3 separate regions of the Mus musculus genome follow, and all the other regions are linked to region 3. A link is a contact called in public HiChIP or PLAC-seq data. All regions are on one chromosome and are shown on one strand. Each heading gives the region's core, a stretch centred on a gene start, on an enhancer-like site or on the middle of the called end of the contact. The rest is flanking DNA. Distances are from core to core; before and after follow the strand shown. Region 1 overlaps Rest (RE1-silencing transcription factor). Region 2 holds the start of Igfbp7 (insulin-like growth factor binding protein 7). Region 3 holds the start of Srp72 (signal recognition particle 72).

Region 1 (2,917 bases), core at 306-2,805, 310 kb after region 3:
AAGCATTTTTGTCTTAGAGTGGCTTTGTCCCCCACTCATCGTCACAGGCTCATGACTGTCCCAGCGGTTCCTGCTTCCCCTGGAGCCTGGTCTGAAGTAGAGCCGGAGGGCTGACTCTAAACTGTTTTGAAGATCATGTTGATCACTCCTCCAATTGATTTTGAAAATCAAGCCTACATCCCAGATAGGGAAAAGTTATACAAATAAATATGGAAAATACAAGGTGCATGATCAAGTCATTCCAATAAATGCTCTTTGTTCTTATTTTACGTTTATAGCTCCTAAGGATATTTTAATGTTGACTTGTGTCTTTTATCTCTGACTTCTCTTCTTTACCTTTAGGTGAGAAGCCATTTAAATGTGATCAGTGCAATTATGTGGCCTCTAATCAGCATGAAGTGACCCGACATGCAAGACAGGTTCACAACGGGCCTAAACCTCTTAATTGCCCGCACTGTGACTACAAAACAGCAGATAGAAGCAACTTCAAAAAGCACGTGGAGCTGCATGTTAACCCACGGCAGTTCAACTGCCCCGTGTGTGACTACGCGGCTTCTAAGAAGTGTAATCTACAATACCATTTCAAATCTAAGCATCCCACCTGTCCCAGCAAAACAATGGATGTCTCCAAAGTGAAGCTAAAGAAAACCAAAAAGAGAGAGGCTGACCTGCTTAATAACGCCGTCAGCAACGAGAAGATGGAGAATGAGCAAACAAAAACAAAGGGGGATGTGTCTGGGAAGAAGAACGAGAAACCTGTAAAAGCTGTGGGAAAAGATGCTTCAAAAGAGAAGAAGCCTGGTAGCAGTGTCTCAGTGGTCCAGGTAACTACCAGGACTCGGAAGTCAGCGGTGGCGGCGGAGACTAAAGCAGCAGAGGTGAAACACACAGACGGACAAACAGGAAACAATCCAGAAAAGCCCTGTAAAGCCAAGAAAAACAAAAGAAAGAAGGATGCTGAGGCCCATCCCTCCGAAGAGCCTGTGAACGAGGGACCAGTGACAAAAAAGAAAAAGAAGTCTGAGTGCAAATCAAAAATCGGTACCAACGTGCCAAAGGGCGGCGGCCGAGCGGAGGAGAGGCCGGGGGTCAAGAAGCAAAGCGCTTCCCTTAAGAAAGGCACAAAGAAGACGCCGCCCAAGACAAAGACAAGTAAAAAAGGTGGCAAACTTGCTCCAAAGGGGATGGGGCAGACAGAACCTTCTTCTGGGGCATTGGCTCAAGTGGGGGTGTCTCCAGACCCTGCCCTCATTCAGGCAGAGGTCACCGGGTCAGGATCTTCTCAGACAGAGCTTCCTTCACCCATGGATATTGCTAAGTCAGAGCCCGCCCAGATGGAGGTTTCCCTAACAGGGCCACCTCCGGTGGAGCCTGCTCAAATGGAGCCATCGCCTGCGAAACCTCCCCAGGTAGAAGCACCCACTTACCCCCAGCCTCCCCAAAGGGGGCCTGCCCCTCCCACGGGGCCTGCCCCTCCCACGGGGCCTGCCCCTCCCACGGAGCCTGCCCCTCCCACGGGGCTTGCCGAGATGGAACCTTCTCCCACGGAGCCTTCCCAGAAGGAACCACCTCCCAGTATGGAGCCTCCCTGCCCCGAGGAGCTGCCTCAGGCCGAGCCACCTCCTATGGAGGATTGTCAGAAGGAGCTGCCTTCTCCCGTGGAGCCCGCTCAGATTGAGGTTGCTCAGACGGCCCCTACGCAGGTTCAGGAGGAGCCCCCTCCTGTCTCGGAGCCACCTCGGGTGAAGCCAACCAAAAGATCATCTCTCCGGAAAGACAGAGCAGAGAAGGAGCTGAGCCTGCTGAGTGAGATGGCGCGGCAGGAGCAGGTCCTCATGGGGGTTGGCTTGGTGCCTGTTAGAGACAGCAAGCTTCTGAAGGGAAACAAGAGCGCCCAGGACCCCCCAGCCCCACCGTCACCATCGCCAAAGGGAAACTCGAGGGAAGAGACACCCAAGGACCAAGAAATGGTCTCTGATGGGGAAGGAACTATAGTATTCCCTCTCAAGAAAGGAGGACCAGAGGAAGCTGGAGAGAGTCCAGCTGAGTTGGCTGCTCTCAAGGAGTCTGCCCGTGTTTCATCCTCTGAACAAAACTCAGCCATGCCAGAGGGTGGAGCATCACACAGCAAGTGTCAGACTGGCTCCTCTGGGCTTTGTGACGTGGACACTGAGCAGAAGACAGATACTGTCCCCATGAAAGACTCCGCAGCAGAGCCAGTGTCCCCTCCTACCCCAACAGTGGACCGTGACGCAGGGTCACCAGCTGTAGTGGCCTCCCCTCCTATCACGTTGGCTGAAAACGAGTCTCAGGAAATTGATGAAGATGAAGGCATCCATAGCCATGATGGAAGTGACCTGAGTGACAACATGTCTGAGGGGAGTGACGACTCAGGACTGCACGGGGCTCGGCCGACACCACCAGAAGCTACGTCAAAAAATGGGAAGGCAGGGTTGGCTGGTAAAGTGACTGAGGGAGAGTTTGTGTGTATTTTCTGTGATCGTTCTTTTAGAAAGGAAAAAGATTATAGCAAACACCTCAATCGCCACTTGGTGAATGTGTACTTCCTAGAAGAAGCAGCTGAGGAGCAGGAGGAGCAGGAGGAGCGGGAGGAGCAGGAGTAGCTGAGCCTCGGCAGAAGCACCGTGCAGACTTTGTGAGCATGCAATTTTAATTTGTAGACAAACGCAAGCTTGCTTTAATTAGTCTCCAAGGCTGAGTTTTCAGTAACATTCTTTTTCTTAGGACTGTACATCTATTTAGTGTTTGTTGCATAAATCTTAGCAAATCCTCGGGAGTTAATGTAAGAGGACAGATATGTAACTAGCTCGTGCAGGCAGGTGCAAGGAGAAGGGTAAGATGGTGGAACACACCACTTGCCTTGTCTGCCTACAACCTGTTGGGTTTTCTTTTCACG
Region 2 (3,164 bases), core at 237-2,736, 430 kb after region 3:
TACCACTTAAGGCTTTCAATGGTGAACTTTGAAGCGAATGGCACACAGCCTATTTGCATAGGGATTTCTGGGAAAAACTGTCAAGAAAGAACTGTTCCTTGGAAAGGCTGGAGAAAGCCTGAACTGTGTTCAAGATGCAACAGCTGACATTCCTCCCCTCCCCTCCTACCTTGGCTGAAGCCGGGGCAGCAGCTGCCAGAGCAGGACTCTAACTTTCCCTCGAAACGACTGCTCATGGAAAATGTTATTTCAGGCACTAGGAGTTAAAGTTTCTGATTTCTTTCTTCCCCCCAACCTCAGACTTTTTTCCAACTTCATTTGTGCAAGTTTGGATTAGTATGGGATACAATAGACAAACCCAATGTCAAAGCCATTCCAGCGGAACCTTGCATCCTGTGGACAAATTATGAAAAAACATAACCAAGGCCCGAGAAGAAAAACAACATGGTCAGAGGATTCACAACATCAAAGCGTTTGTGTTTCTTTTAACCCTCAAGTATAATGTTCTAGCTAGGTTACCGCTTGAGAATTGGAAACGCCAGTACTTGAATATTAATATGAACTTCAACTTAAAGAATTATCTTGTTAGTAAATCGACTTTCTGAACATCTTTCCTTTGCATTTTTCTGCTAACCCTGTCTACCCATCTTTCTGTACACACCCAAAAGAAAGAAAGAACGACGAGAAAGGTTTTTAAGAGTGTGGAGGCGTTTGAAACTTGCCCTGCAGGCTAGTTGGGTAAACTGTGCCTCGGAGTCTCGGAAAATCTTTTCTATATTTACACCCGTTACTGCGATTTCTCACTTTCTTGGCGCACACAGGCAACTCCAAATAAAACCATGCCAAGAGAACCAGGGAGGCGTTTCTCCTGGCTCGGGACACCGGGTTAGCCATCAACTCCTCCCTCCCGCGGGTCTCCAGGAATGCTCTGCGGCGGCGGGGGAGGAGGAAGGAGTGGGCGGGGAAGGCGCTGGTGCCCACCTTGCTCGCAGGTGCCCTTGCTGACCTGGGTGATGGCCTTCTCCCCGCGGCTCTCGGCGCGCAGGCTGGCAGCGCGCAGCTGGCAGCCGCTGGGGTAGGTGATGCCGTTGCTGCCGCACACCGGGTAGCGGCTCTTGCACACGCACACGGCGAGGGTCGCGGGACCGCCGGCTGCTGCCCCGGCTTTACCCTTCCGCCTCTTGCGGCTCTTCACGCACTCCATGCCCGGCGCGCAGTGCCCCCTGCCGGCCGCGCCGCCCCCGCACGGCTCACCCTCGCCGCGAGCACACACCGGGCAGCACCCGCACGCGTCGCGGGTCTCACCCAGCGGGCAGCCGAGCCGGGGCAGCGCGGGGCAGGAGGCCGGCACGCACGGGCCGCAGGCATCCGAAGAGGAGGAAGAGGAGAGGGGCAGGAGCAGGAGCAGCAGTCCGGCTGCACCCAGCAGCAGGGCGCGCGGCGGCCGCTCCATCATAAGGTGGCTGGATGCGAGCGCGCGAGTGAGCAGTCCGGGTCCCGGAGGCCAACCCTTAAAGCCGCTGCCCCGCCCGGTGCTCCGTGGGAGCCCTCCCCGGGGCGGAGAGTCAGCCCGCTGCCCGCCCCGCTTCGCCCGCCCGGGATCCGGCCTCCCGCCGTCGCCGTCGTGGGCATCCTCGCTGCCCTGGAGAGCTCGTCCCACGTCCACCATGCGTGCTGACCGGCTCCTGCTCAGCCCCCTGCCCCTGTCCTCACTCTGCAGCACTGGAGGGAACGAGCCTCCCGCGTCCTTTCCTGCTCATTTTCCAGATCCAGCTATTTTTTTTTAAACTTTTTTTTTTTAAACAACTAGGACTTTATGAAAATGCACTGTTTACTTCATTAAATTCTCGTGGGTCTGGGAAACCTGAGTGCTTTGTGGTTACTCTTTTAAGGACAGACTACGAAGGGAGTAGCGTTTGTGTCCTCTTTGGCTACAGGGCTGGTTTTCGATGTCATGTTCTTCTTTTTGGAACTTCATAATCTTGCTCTTCTCTCGTATCACCCAAGCTATCTGATGCTGAGTCGTTTAAAATTCTTTTTAAAAGTTATGGTTCTAGACTTATTTGCTTTTATTTTATGTGTATGGATGTTTTGGCTGCATGTATGTGTACATTATGTGTGTGCCTGGTGCCTCCGGGGTGGTGGTGGTAGGGTAGAAGACCTGATACCCCGTTACTGGAGTTATAGACAGTTGTTAGACACCTTGTGTGTGCTAGGAATCGAACTCAGGTCTTGGATGTGAAGCCAGTGCTCCCTTAACTGCTAAGCCATTTTTTTTTAAAAGCATTTTTATTTTGTGTTTGTGAGTGAGTATGTATGTTTGTGGGTCCTCGTGCCAAATATGTGGAGGTTAGAGAAAATCAGCTGTGGGGCAGCTGATTTTCTCTGTCTACTATGTGGGTCCTAGGGCTTGAATTCTGCTTATCAAACTGGTTCCCAAACCACTGGCCTGGGTTAGTATTTAAAACACACAGAGAAGACCATTTAGAGGAAGGCTACTATTGGACCTGCGGGGACACTGGTCTTGTGTCCTGTTTCTTTAGGATATTTAGCAGTTTAGTGCTCACACATGTGGGAAGCCGTTGCAGAGTGGCAGTTACAGAGTGGCAGTTGCAGAGTGGCAGTTGGCTACTGCTGGCCACCACACATACATAGGCAGTAAAGGTTCTTTTGCCAAGACGAGGTTTTGAGAATTAACCAAAGTTAACCAATCAGATGAGAGACAAGTTAACCAATCAGATGAGAGACAAGTTAACCAATCAGATGAGAGACAAGTTAACCAATCAGATGAAAGACAAGTTAACCAATCAGATGAGAGAGACTCCTCTCCTAGGCCTATATAAGCAGCACCAGTTCTGGGCTTGGGGTCACTTCGCCTCTGCAATCAAGCTCTCCCAATAAACATGTGCAGAAGGATCCTGTTGCAGCGTCTTTCTTCCTGGCCAGTCGGGCATGTGCAAGACACACAGATAGCAGTTAGCAGGGATCAGGATCTCTGATCCCAGAAGGAAGAGCTTGAGACAGAGCTCACTGGAGTCCACAGAAACACTAGTCTTAGGGACTATGTTAAAAGAACAAAACATTCAGGAAATTAGTCTGAACAGGTGAGAGGGTGCGCCAGAGAACCTGACAGCTTCTGGAACAGGCGGAAGCACAGAGGCGCT
Region 3 (3,225 bases), core at 289-2,788:
GTTTTGTCAAGGCTCCTTTGGCACTGTTTAAAGGTGGTGGAACGTCTAGGCCAGTGGTTCTCAACCTTCCTAATGCCATGACCCATTAATACAGTTCTTCATGTTGTGGTGACCCCACAGCCACCACCATAGAATTATTTTGTTGCTACTTTCATAACTAAATTTGCTATTGCTATGAATAGTAATTTAAATATCTAATTTGTAACCCCCCTGGCGGGGTCACAGCTGTAGGAGATGGTGCCTAGCGTGAGTGTACTTTTTAAAAACTTGACATTTTGTCTGTGGCTTCTCCAGCTTCTTCCTTCCCAGTAACCATTAGGTGAGCGGCTTAGGGCCACTACGACATGATTTCCATCATGATGAAGCACCTCACTGAGGTTCCAAAGCAACAAAGCCAACCTACTGTGGCTGAAATCTATGAAATCATGACCCAAAAGAAACTCTTTTAAGTTCAGTCTGATGTATCATACTGACCACACATATGACAATCAGCTAGCGTTTCAGCACTTGACTCAGGCAAGAAACAGGAAGTAGATAGGTGGTTTAAAACCTAAGTAGCAACATTAAGAGAACATTAGGTTGAGTCTAGGGGAAGTGAAGGAAGGTTTGGTTCAGGTCTCCCAGGTAGTAAGCAAAGTAAATAAGGTCTCTGGTCTTAGGACTATAGGTCGTTCAAAGAGAGGGGACTTAAGGATCAATACTCAGGAATAGAGAGCCTTGTAGATGGTGTAATCTTGTAGAGGGTGTAGCTGAATGCTAAGACCACTTACATAGTATGCACGGGTCTTCTCCACAAGGAAGTCGAGCCTTGGAAGCAGAATGTGTACTGGCTAGGCTGCAAGAACAGGTTTCCTTAAAGTACATTAAGGAAGGCCTCCAGGACGTAGTTTATTGTATGACATCTACCTAAGTCAATATACTCACCTCAGAACCTGGTCCTTCTCATCTCCTCGGGCTTCCAGCCCACACTGCTCCTGAAACTAGATCTCAAAGGGAGGTTAAACAGTGCCGTTCACTGTATTTTTGTCAGTCCCAGACCTATCTTCACTTCTAGATTTAGTCCCAGGTTCTAATCACCGCTCGTGTCCTAAAATGGCAATCCCGAAGCACCCATGAGCAGCTGTGGCTCTACCTGCCGCCTTCAAGAGCCTCTCTACGGTTCCTTAAATTAGGTACCCCTCCTACCACCCGAAGAACCGGGAGTTTTCTCTCCCAAAGACTGTCGCCCGGCCACAGTCGGAGCACAGGGGTCTCCCCAGAATGCCGGCGGCTTGGGGCTAACAGTTTCGGCGAGCGCCTTCTGAATCTGACCCCTCCTACCTCCAGTCACCTTTGGATTAGGAGTAAGGGCGTCAGGCAAACAAATGTCTTGCCGCAAGACAGAAAAAATTAAAAACCGATTTCTGACGCTAGCTCTGGGACAGACCAGCTCGCGACTCCCGGCCGCCTAGCAACCATCAACTTCCTCCTTCGCCGAGCCAACTTCGAGATCCTCTTCCGGGGCAGAGGTCGCCCTGCTCCTCCCACCCCCCTCCCCCACCTCACCCCCACCTCCTCCAAGATGGCGAGCGGCGGCAGTGGTGGGGTGTCAGTCCCTGCGCTGTGGAGTGAGGTGAACCGTTATGGGCAGAACAGCGACTTCACGCGTGCCCTCAAGACTGTCAACAAGAGTAAGTGTCCCGGCGGCCCGGGTTGTCGGGAGGAGGACATCTCCTGGGTCGAGCGTGCGACCCCTCGGCACAGCGCGGAGGGGGATCGCTGCGTCCTCAGGCTCGGCCCCAAGCCCGGGGGCGGGTCGCTGTCCCACGGCCACCGGCGGCCCGAGCTCGGTCGCTTAAGGCCACGTGTACTTCCCTCTGTCCCCGCGAGACCGGGCGCGAGGGGGAGGGGGGACTTAAAGAGACCATGGCGTCCGGAACCGCTTCCCAAAATGTTTTTCGTGTCGTCTCCGCGGCGGGATTTTGCAAAGATGTCAGATTGACTTTTCTTCGTTCATCTTGAGTGAAGGGATCAGGACAGTGTCATGGAGGAAACTTGTTGACTGGGGCTGGGGCCGGGGAAGGAAACCTGTCTGGACACGTAGCATCCGCTCTGTTGCAGACAAGGTGGAAGCGTTGCAGATTGGAAAGGTGTGAATATCAAGTCGTTATTCATTTCCACGCACAAAGTCTTCCCCGTAGTGTTTAGCCAGAGAGTGAGTGAGTGAGCGTCCCAACATTTAAAATAACGTAAGGAAACTAACCTGCATTTTTAGCCCCCATAAGTTATAATTTCAAATTTTAGTTGCCTTCAGTATGAGATTCCATAAGTTGTTATTCATCACTATGTGCCTGTAATATGGCCGTGCTATATTTTGTACAGTAGATACACCTGTGTGTGTCAGGTTTGGTGATGTAACTATGAAACCCTTCAGCTGTACAAAGCCCCAGTTACATAAAGGCTATCACAGTAATATACACTTTAAACCTTCGGGTTCCTGAGTTCCTATAAAAGTAGTGACAGTGGCCACAGTGCATTAAGGAAGACAGCTACTAATTAGAATTGATGATTGCCAAACTTACTTGAATTCACTTTAGCCCTTCAGTGGGCCTACAACCAATATTTAGTATCGGTATAAAACTCTGTAGCACTTCTTTGATCAGCCAAGACTGTCCCTTCAGCCCTGTCTATTAATTTCTAGAAGTCCCTTCGACGACTCGTAAAGTGAGAATTGGATTCCTGTGGTTGACTAGGAGCGAGGGGAACCATGGTCCTAGTCATTTTGACACTTGACACGCTGTTGGCATAGAGCCGTGGCCGCCTGAGTTCTTTGTATTTCCCTTTGATCTCTTTATGGGAAAGGGAAATTTTGAATATTTCTTTAGAACACTCTAAAGATAAATCATGTCTACATTGTACTTTTTTTTTAACAAAAGATTTATTTATTATTATATCTAAGTACACTGTAGCTGACTTCAGATGCACCAGAAGAGGGCATCAGATCTCATTACGAGTGGTTGTGAGCCACCATGTGGTTGCTGGGATTTGAACTCAGGACCTTCGGAAGAGCAGTCGTTGCTCTTAACCACTGAGCCATCTCTCCAGCCCTACATTGTACTTTTTGTTTGCTTTACAGTGCTGAAGATTAGACTGTGGGCCTCACATTCGTTAGGCAAGCTGGATTCTCGTCTGTATTTAGTAAAAGTGTGCAAGAGGAATGGATTTAGAAATGGCTCTCCTAAACAC

What was found. HiChIP or PLAC-seq counts read pairs in DNA pulled down with a chosen protein or histone mark.
Region 1: an H3K4me3 HiChIP or PLAC-seq map of embryonic stem cells shows a contact between it and region 3, with 6 times the contacts expected there. The contact joins the enhancer-like site here to the promoter of Srp72 in region 3. A contact is called at or near these places in 5 of 39 promoter capture datasets (the C10 cell line, cranial neural crest, liver and 2 more), 3 of 484 Hi-C or Micro-C datasets (CD8 T cells and embryonic stem cells), 11 of 115 datasets of contacts at active chromatin or transcription factors (the SCID.adh cell line, bone marrow-derived macrophages, embryonic hindbrain and 4 more) and 4 of 9 other capture datasets (adipose tissue, embryonic stem cells, liver and 1 more).
Region 2: a contact with region 3 is called in a FOXA1 HiChIP or PLAC-seq map of pancreatic cancer cells. The contact joins the promoter of Igfbp7 here to the promoter of Srp72 in region 3. A contact is called at or near these places in 1 of 39 promoter capture datasets (liver), 1 of 484 Hi-C or Micro-C datasets (uterus) and 1 of 115 datasets of contacts at active chromatin or transcription factors (pancreatic cancer cells).

The regions. Positions count from the first base shown.
Region 1 is chr5:77,280,361-77,283,277 of GRCm38.p6, forward strand. It overlaps Rest (RE1-silencing transcription factor), which reads left to right. Exons shown (of 4, transcript NM_011263.2): 4 at 343-2,917. The coding sequence ends at 2,624. Among named protein-coding and RNA genes, the nearest start is that of Mir5098, 9.1 kb to the left of the region's middle. Within about 2 kb of position 1,556, at least 22 of the 459 cell types and tissues checked have an H3K27ac peak or open chromatin away from gene starts, as enhancers often do. A contact at or near this core is called in embryonic stem cells, where this site is marked.
Region 2 is chr5:77,406,559-77,409,722 of GRCm38.p6, forward strand. Igfbp7 (insulin-like growth factor binding protein 7) reads right to left here and starts at 1,487. Exons shown (of 5, transcript NM_008048.3): 1 at 982-1,487. The coding sequence starts at 1,456.
Region 3 is chr5:76,973,163-76,976,387 of GRCm38.p6, forward strand. It overlaps Srp72 (signal recognition particle 72), which reads left to right and starts at 1,539. Exons shown (of 19, transcript NM_025691.1): 1 at 1,539-1,670. The coding sequence starts at 1,562.